Regions from separate parts of the Gossypium arboreum genome. Here region 2 is linked to region 1. Evidence: chromatin contacts called from public Hi-C data. All regions are on one chromosome and are shown on one strand. Each heading gives the region's core, a stretch centred on a gene start, on an enhancer-like site or on the middle of the called end of the contact. The rest is flanking DNA. Distances are from core to core; before and after follow the strand shown.

What was found. A called contact is a pair of places that touch in the nucleus more often than the background predicts.
Region 2: a Hi-C map of leaf shows a contact between it and region 1, with 4 times the contacts expected there. The contact joins the promoter of LOC108465946 here to the promoter of LOC108465383 in region 1. A contact is called at or near these places in 2 of 5 Hi-C or Micro-C datasets (both in leaf).

Annotation. Positions count from the first base shown.
Region 1 is chr2:8,190,261-8,195,262 of ASM2569848v2, forward strand. It overlaps LOC108465383, which reads left to right and starts at 2,225. Exons shown (of 2, transcript XM_017765717.2): 1 at 2,225-2,575; 2 at 2,700-3,077. The coding sequence starts at 2,340. The coding sequence ends at 2,907. LOC108467324 (ABC transporter F family member 5) reads left to right here. Exons shown (of 9, transcript XM_017767947.2): 6 at 278-379; 7 at 493-621; 8 at 701-805; 9 at 942-1,312. The coding sequence ends at 1,037. LOC108466600 (probable WRKY transcription factor 51) reads right to left here. Exons shown (of 3, transcript XM_017766987.2): 3 at 4,014-4,643. The coding sequence ends at 4,439.
Region 2 is chr2:8,390,654-8,395,655 of ASM2569848v2, forward strand. LOC108465946 (protein BRASSINOSTEROID INSENSITIVE 1-like) reads right to left here and starts at 1,965. Exons shown (of 1, transcript XM_017766324.2): 1 at 1-1,965. The coding sequence starts at 1,602.

The sequences.
Region 1 (5,002 bases), core at 975-3,474:
TTGTGAAACAAACCGTATTTTTTGCTCTGAATCTATTTTGGTTGATAGTACTATTCAATTTGACAAATTTTAGGGTACTTCAATTGAAGATGGTTAATTATCCGATGGTGTATTGTATTAAAATGTTTAACATTATGCATGCTGATGAATTTTGATACAAGACTAACCTAATACGGTTCTATTTGACGTCCCATGATGGTAATGATAATATGCGTATCTATACTTTTTTTGTTTTCAAGGCATGAATTTGGATGTTGTCTTTTCCTGTTGCATTCAGGCGCGTCTTGCTTTCTGCAAATTCATGGTAAAACCATCAACCCTACTGATTTTGGATGAACCAACTAATCATCTGGATATACCCTCAAAAGAGATGCTAGAGGTTTGTTTTTTTCCTTATCTTTCTATATTCACTTCATTTATTTTTCTTTTTTCAATATTGTAGCATTTAGCTTTTTATCACTCATTTATTTTGCAATCTTTCGATTAAATCAGGAGGCAATTAGGGAATACAGTGGCACTGTCATTACTGTTTCGCATGACCGATACTTCATTCGGCAGATAGTCAACAGAGTAGTGGAAGTAAAAGATGGCCATTTGCAGGACTATGCAGGCGACTACAATGTATGGTTTTCTTCAATGAACTCTTCCCATCTTTATAATCCGTCTTTATTAACTGTGAGTATCAATTTCAAATGAACAGTATTATCTGGAGAAGAACCTCGAGGCAAGGGTAAAGGAGCTTGAGCGTGAGGCGGATCTTGAAGAGAAAGCTCCCAGACTGAAAGCCAAATCAAAGATGTCAAAGGTAAGCAATTATCAATACACTTGAGATTCCAAGCTTTGTTTTTAAAAAAAAAAAAAAAAAAAACTGGAGAGATTATTGTCACATGGTGTACATAAGCATCAACTTTTATGTATCATGCCTTGCTTGGTTTCAACAGGCGGAGAAGGAAGCTCGAAAGAAACAAAAGATGCAGGCTTTTCAAGCTGCTAAACAAAAGTCAAAAGGGCTGAAGAATTCCAAGAGATGGAAATGAAGTATTAAATCTATATACCACACATAGATTAAAGAATGAACTGTTAGTTGAGAGTAGGAATTGAGTGACCACCAGCACCATCTGTATATAATATTTGATAGAAATAAAGTCCTGAAAGTTGAAGCTCTTTGTAATCCTTATTTAGAAGCGAAATTCATTCATTAAGGTGGCAAGTAAAGGATGTGATCCACATTCATGCCTAAATCTAATGTTAAAAACTCAAAAACTGGCTTTCTTAAATTCTTGATGCTTGAAAGGGGAAAAAGAAAAATAAATCCATGGGGGTTTGTGCAGTATTATTTTTCAAAAAAATTATGGTAAATGTGACACAGGATTGTTACTATGCTCTGCTTTAAAGAGAAGCTGGACTTAAAAATGGATATGTATGTTATTAAGATGTCAATTTATTAGTAGCAGTTTTGGATTTGATGGATATCCAAGTTCCACTCATTATTAGTTAAGCAGTGCAAGGATCTTCCTCTGTATTTTATTATATTTTACATTTTTGTTCTAAAATTTCGTTTAATTTTTAATTAACTAATAGACTATGGCATGTTTCAAAATTAAATATAAAAAGAATACTGATTCATTCGTTGAAGCCAGAAAAAAAAAATTGTGTTAGTCAATTAATGTTATTTAAAATCCCATTAATAATACATAGAGTGAATTAAAATTGGAGTAGACTAAAAGTAATTTGGACAGAGGACTTGATCCTAATTGCTAAAAGTGTTAGCAACTCAAACAATTTTAAGGCCTTATCGAGTATTGAGTACAATTTTTAACAAGGGAGGAGTTATTTAGATTATTGGATAACCTTTTAAGAGGTACTTAAAATTTTCTAATATATATTTGGTGCAATTCAATTCATAAATTTTATGTCTCACATTATTAATGAGCAAATTAATAAATACTTAAAAAATTATTTAATTTCACTTTATAAATTTCTCATTGTATCGACACAAAACTAAAAAAAAAAAAAAAGCAGGGTTGACTAAAATCTTATAATTTATTTGTTTTTCTTTTTGCAAGGATAATTTATTACTACTTTTTTTTTATTCAAGGATTGGGTATATCTCAAAAAAAAATTATTACAAGTTTGGTACTCAATTTTCCATTATGATTTATGATTATTCCTTTCCTTTTCCCCCTTGAAATGTTCAGAAACGGATGCCTAAAACCAAGATGATAACACCACGTTTCAATAGAACGTGTCCAAACTCGAAACCACCCCTTAGCTATACACAGCTGCAAATACCGCATCCTTTTACCCTTTTTTTAAATTTTAGTTTACAAATTTTAAGAATGAACAAATCAAGAACAAGACGCTACACATTGTTTCTCCTTTGGTTAATCATCCTATCTCATCAAATCCGACCAGTTGTTTGTGAAGGAAACCAGTACAACGAAGAGAAACCATCATTGTTCCAGTTGGTCTCAAACACCTTTTCTTTGTTGAAGAAATCCCATCAAAGTTCATGGGAAAAGGTCAAAACCATCATCCATGAGTTCCAGTTGCAGTTCACTCCTCCAAGTCTAGAGTAATAATATTACAACTTTCCTGTTTTTCTTATTACGTACTTTTATATTAACACATGGTATCAAATATTAACCTTTTTTTTTTTTTTTTTGTAATGTGGATTAACATGTTATGGTGGATGTTAGTTTTAGAGGCACAGGAGGGAATGACCCAGGTAAGGCTAGTGATGGAACAGGAGAGAAGGTGAAAGAAGCAGTGAAGGATAGCATTGAAACAAGTGAAGCAATAGCTGAAGAAACTGCAAAAACTGCTGCAGAAGCTGTCCACAAAACTGATGAGAAGGTGAAAGAGAGTGCTTCTTCTAAACCAGACGATTCTCATGAGGAACTGTAACCTATATATCCCAAACTACTTAGATGTGGGTGTTTTTTCTTTTTGTTTTTTTGGGGTAAGTTTATTTCTGTTATATGATTTTTGTTGACATATTAATAATTTATATTATATAAATTTTGATATGTTTGTATATAAGCGATAACTTTTTTCATGGTTGGGATGTGTTCAGGGGCGAAGTTAGGAAATTTTTTTAAGGGAGTCGGATAAAATTTTAATTTTTATAGTTTATATCTTTATAATTTATAAAAGATTAAATTGAATTTTTATAATTTTAGAGGGGTCAAAGTGTAATTTTACTTTTATTAATTTAAAATTTTTAAAAATTTAAGGGCCAAAATAATAATTTTACATTTTAGGGTTGCTGGGCCCATGCCAGCCCCCTCTGCCTCCGCCCCTGGATGTGTTGTGACTAGTTCAAAATTGCTAAATTTACTATCAACTTAAGCTTGGAAAACTTGTCTAAGAAAAAAGCATAGACTCAAGCATGTATTATTAATTTTGTTTTCCATCTGCAGAGAATTAGCATATACTCTTCGAAAACTGTTAATGGTATAACTGGGTTAGGCAGAGAGGTTGTGGAGATGTACGGTTGACCTTGTTTAGTAGAAGGTAATAAGAGTAATCGAATAAAGTGGTGGGAAAAAGTAAGAAGATAGGAGAAGAAAGGGAGAAAGGTTGGAAGGAGACGATTCTTAGAAGGGAGATAGATCCCTACTACATGGTTAGTCCAAGCCTTGTATAATCTTAATTTTGTTGTATCTTTAAGTGTAACGTCACAAATTGTTACTGAAAGTCAAAATCAAATGGTTAATTGGTAGGATGGTATAGGTTAAAGTAAGGTGGTACTATGACTTACTTTACGTCACCTTGAATGGGAAGTTATGACAACAACCTAGTGTGACAATTGATGAATGAGCCTACTCAATTGTTGGTTTAAAGAGCTACACTATGAATTTATTTAAGGGGTTCGTCTAAAGAGTTTATTTGTATCATTTATTAATTTACTGTTAAATTCGAACAATTAAGATATAACAAAAAATATAAGAGGATTGAAGTATGAGTTTTATTCCTCATAAAATAAGAACGAGTAAAAGTAATAATCTCAATTAAACAAGCATAGGGTTGCTATTGAAAAAAATGATGAGTGAACAGTTATATGATATTTACACTTGAATCAACTTAGAAACCTTCCTAGGCTAGATGGGGTACCAAAGCCTTAAAATGCTAATAATTTCTTTTATTATTAATATATACCATTTAAAAAAAAAAAAGTAGTTCTGAGTTCTGATAATTAACAGAGATGGAAATTACAACCACAACAACAAAGACGACGGATAGTCAATCCACTAGCTTTGGCCCGCCTGTATTTTAACTAAGTCAGCCCGGAAAATGCATAGTGGGAAAATTAGTGTGAACTAAAAAGTAATAGCTCACCATTTTAGGCAACACTATAAGGCAAAGAAGCAGATATATAATTCTAAGGATAATATATTTATATGTATGTATGTATGTATGTATATAAGTTTTCTTTTCATGTAGAAGAAGAAGAAGGAAGAGAAGCTTGAAAGGTCCAAGCATTAGGAGCCATAATGGACATTTGGTTGTAGTAAACCATGGATGGGGTCTCATGATTGTGAACTCCTTCATATGTAGTTACCACATAACTTTGGTCCTTTACGTCCCTTTCTATCCTCTTCTTCACATTGCATCCTACACTTGAACATTTATAATAGTTCCTGCATTAACCAAATTATAGTTGGCACCAAGTCTTTCATTATCGACCATTAAAACAATCCAAAACATACACATACATGTAAATATATATATATATATATATATATACACCTTCCCATAAGTTCTACCCTTATTGTCTATACTTAAAAATGGGACTCAAAACTTTCAAAATAGAATCTCAAGAATATAATTTCTATGCTTTTAGTGTCTAATTGAAGTTTTTATATGAAGCCAAGTGCCAAATAAAAGTATATGCCTCCATGCTAATGATCATCAGCATCTATATAAATTAGTGGTAATTTTATATACTTTTATATTTAGGTAAACTATAATTTTTTCTCTTCTAGTCACTTAATTATAA
Region 2 (5,002 bases), core at 715-3,214, 200 kb after region 1:
GCTTGAAAGTTTGCCAAGCCAAGCAGGTATCTCACCGGTGAACCGATTGTTGGATAAAGAAATCCAGTTCAACTTGGTGCAGTTGCTTAGACCTGAAGGTATCGTCCCGGTCAACTCATTGAAGTCAAGAATCAAGGTCTCAAGTGTCTGAATGTTACTTAGCTCTTGAGGGATTTCACCATGGAGCTGATTTAACCACAGCCTCAAATCCTTAAGCTTGGAGAGAGTACCCAAGCTGGTGGGGATGCTACCTTCAAGGTAATTGAAGCTTAAATGGAGAGAAACAAGCCGAGAACAATTGCTGAGACTAGCTGGAATCGATCCAGTCAAGTAATTGTTCTGCAAATACAGAACTTGTAACCTGTTTGTGGGATTTTCACACAAAGAAACAGGAATTGGCCCTGAAAAAATGTTTGAACTGAGATCTAAGACCTCCAGCTTCAAAAGACTTGACAAAGACACAGGCAAAGGGCCTGAAAAGTGATTAAAAGCTAAAACAAGCTTCTTCAAGGACCTCATATTCTGGAATACCTCAATGGGAAGTTTACCAGTGAAGTTGTTGGTGGATACATCGAAAGATTCCAAAGAAGAACAAGAAGCAAAGCCACTAGGAATCATACCAGAAAGATTGTTTGAAGAAAGATCCAGCTCCACAAGAGTTGCACAAGCTTCAGTCAGATACAGAGGAATCTGTCCTTGAAACTTATTACCGGCTAAATAAAGACGTTCCAATTTGGATATTGGTAAACCTGGAATCCGACCTGAAAACTGGTTGCTCGATAGATTCAAGAAGTTTAAGTTCAGACATGAAGAGATTTCACGACCAATGTCACCGGAAAACTTGTTGGCAGACACATCGAGGTGTTCTAAACTTAAACAGTCACCAAATGAAGGCGTCCCCATTGAGAAATTGTTCCAAGAAACGTCCAAAAACTTGAGTTTTTTGCAGTTGGAGACGTTTATGTCACCAGTAATCTTGTTTCCCTTCAAAGCCAAGAGCTTCAAGTCATTGCAACCACCGTGAAGAATCCAAGGGACCAAGTTTCCAGCCGACAGCTTGTTGAAAGAAAGATCGAGAACTTCCAAACTTAGCTGCAAACCCCTGGTTTGTTCTTCACCAGAAGACTCGAGTTTGTTGGTTGATAAATTGAGAGACTTCAAATTTGGGCAAGAACCCAAGGTGGAAAGGGTTGAAAGGGGACCAGACAAGGTGTTTTGAGACAGATCCAGACTGGTTAACAAGGAGCTACACTTGGATCCATAAGGGAAAGAAATGTTGCCAGAGATGTTGGCTTTCAACAAAGTAAGGGATTCCAAGTTTTCCAACGCTAAAAGGAAGGCAGCAACTGAGTGAAAATCGGTGCTCAAGGAGGTGTCACTGAGTTCAATAGAGGAAACCTTTGAGTCTTGGCATGTTACACCATTGAAGCTACAAGGGTCTTGGTTAGGTACCCAGCTTTGAAGCACAGATTGGTCAGGCAAGCAAGCTTTGAAGCTGAGCAGTAACTGAGAATCTTTGTTGTTTAAAGAAGACACCACAAGAACTTCAAAGCAGATAAGAAAGGGGACGGTGAAGGTGAGAAAGGCAAATAAAGGTCTCATATTTGTAGGGATGGGTGGAAGTTTTTAACTTGTTTATTATAGCAATGAAAACAAGAGAAACAAAGAGAGGTGTTTAAGGTATGAGCCTGCCATAAAAGGAGAGAGCTTTGAGCTCTGGTTTTACAGAAGAGAGAGAGAGAAAGAGAGAGAAAAGCTGGGTTTTTATGTTTTCTATTGGCTTTGAGGGCAATGCGGTTAGTGAAAGAAAGAGAAAAATGGAGTCAAAAGAGGAAGTGAAGACAGTAAGAAGGGTATTTATCAAAGTGGGGAGGAGTGGAAACAGCCGTTGTTGGCTCACATGCCATGTGACCCTCTACTCTTCTGTTTCTCTTAGTTAAATTAAATTAAAATTAAATAATGGTTAATAAATCTTAGTTCTAAATCTAACCAATTTAAATAATGGGTTATAATAATATGTTTGTCTCTCTAGATTGGTGATTAAGTGTGGAGCAACCCTTAATCTCCTACTTCAAATAAATCTTCTTTTTGTTTCACTATCTTTTTTTATGTTTGTTTCTTTATATAAAAAATCACTAATCTTTGATTTGGGTCATTTTATTACTTTCATATTTCATTAATTATTATTATCATATTTATCAACAAATAACGAATTCAATATTTTTTTAACTAAGCTCTTCATTCCAATCTTATAACTTCAAATAAAAATATTACTAAATTCAATTCGCTCAACCAATAACTCTAATTGTTTGAACTTGAGCTCGACTCATTAATTACCGAATTGAGTTTAATTTTTTTTGAGTCAAACTCGAACAACTTTCGAACACCGATGTCTTGTTTACTCCACTAGAAAAAACTAACACAAACCTCGAACATAAATTATAAAACAAATATAATATATATATATATATATATATATATATATATTCTTTATGTAACTTATGGTATTTGGAAGTTACATCAAAATTATTTAAATATGAAATTAAACTTCTTTTGACACAATGTTTAAAATTATTTACAGTTGCCCTAACATATAAATAATATAATAATTTGAGCGCATTCGAACCCACGTGCTTCTACATTGACAATAATATAAGTATCAATCAAGTTAAAACTCAATTAACTTAATTACACACTTAAGGATACATGTTTAACAACTATTACTTCTTTAAATTTGCTACTAAATGAGAATGTAATATGCAGTGACTTGTATAAGATTAATCTAAACTATTTATATATTTTTAATTAATATAGTAAGTTAATCAAATATTAATTTAGTTGAGAAAATATTTTAAAATAATTTTTATTTTAAGTATATTTATATCTTTAAATAATTTTATAATTTTTTTAGTTTGGGTGTTAATTATTTTGTTTATATAATCAAGTTTCCCTCATACTTTATGTGTATGCCTTAAGTGAGTTTTTGTTGGATTTTTTTATTTTTATATGATTCTTGATTTGATATGTATTGTATTGGTTTAATTCTAAATTATAATTTATCAGGCATATATTTATACTTATTTTATAATTATTTTATATTTATATTAGTAATTTTTAAAAATAAATTACAGATTTATTTTTAAAATTGAAAAAGAAAGAGAGAGAGAGAGAAAATTGAGTGCTTGTCTCTCTAGCTTTTGAAGCGTACGTGTGACCAAGTAATGGATTAATCCATCAATATAATTAATTGAGAATCCTAATCTCTTAATTCAATGGATTACTTTTTTCCTTTTAGGATTCATGACTATTAATCAAAGTCATTTTGGCATTATGTCCCTTTTAAGGGTTTTGCTAATCAGAATTTATTTTTAAGCTTTAATTTTATTAATAGTTGTTTATTGATGTAAATGTATTAAAATTTTAAATAAAAGAATAAACTATATCATTAATCATTAAATTATGAATAAGTATTCATTTTGGTCACTTAATTAAAAAATTACAATTTAATTATTAAAATTTTTAAAATTATTTTTATCCGACTATTAAATGACCATTTTTTAGCTGATCCCAAGTGGCATCATAGTTACAAAGGTAAGGCTGTATATGCCTCAATTGGTGATTCAAATCCCCATGAATGTATTCTCCATAATTAATATTATGCAAAATACTAGTATCTCTCATATGAGCTATTGTAAGTCTTATCTCCATCAACTGAGGTGCTCTCACTCCGTAAATCTTTTAGGGTTTTTAGCAGAATTGAGAGACAATACATTCATCATTGAAGAATTTGTCAACTCCCAAACCCAAACAAATAATACTTCGAAAACTTATCCCAAAAGAGATTCAAAGGTACCTTAAATGATTGATTATTCAAATCATGATTTAACTTTTGATTTAGTCATAGATTGTAATTTTTTTAAAAATAATCAACAAAAGTAAAAAGTGGGTAATCCTGTTACATTGAAAAAGGGTTATTAAGTGTAAAACTAAAACAAGGCCAAAACCTCCTCACCTCTCTCTTTCATGCACTTCCCTTTTTTTCTTCCTTTCAAACGTAACATGCCATTCTCCCACTGATTTTTCCTTTATATCATATTAATGAAACTGAATAAACTATAAAAGTTGTCACTTTTGTTTGCCTCAGATTACATTATAATCACTTATATTTGAAATATTATGTTTTAATCACTTACATTATCTTTTTGTTACAAGTGGTCATTGTACCGTTAAACCCCATTGTCTCCCTAATGACATCCTACATGACATTCCAAATGGGTTTTAAATGTCAATTTGGATGTTTAATTGCTGAAATGAAAATAGGTTTTTAATTAAATAAATATAGTTTGGACTACTGCGTAGGACTTCCAAGTTAGCATTTAAAACCCATTTGGACTGTCACATAAAACCACTGTTAGGGGGTTAACGGAGTTTAACGATAGAGTGACTATTTCGTAACAAAACAATAACTTAAGTGACTAAAATGTAACATTTCAAAACATAAATAACTAAAATGTATCCGAAACAAACAGAAGTGGCTATATTTATAGTTTACCAATGAAATTAGTTTTATTGAAATTTGTTCAGAATATTTTAATTATTTTTCTTAATTTATTTAATTAAATTATTCTCAATTTCAAACATCTAAAATCTCAGTTATCTAAAAATAAATTGAATTTTTTTATTATCCATTTGATAAAGCTATATATATAAGTTTACTGTTCTGTAATTAGATTTGTACCCTTAATATATTTCTTAAAATGAATGAAAATAATATTCCAAGTGATTTCATTCTTTTTTTTACTAAATAAATTTATTTCGAAAAATATGTTATCTTAAACTATTGTTATTACAAATTTCGTTAATATCACTTTACATAATAAATAATTATATGTTGTTTATAATTTTGAATAAACGAGAATTCAACGTTTATAGTCCTATAAGAAACCTAGATTTCATAATCACCCAACTCAAAATTACACATATTTTTCAACATTTTAATTTC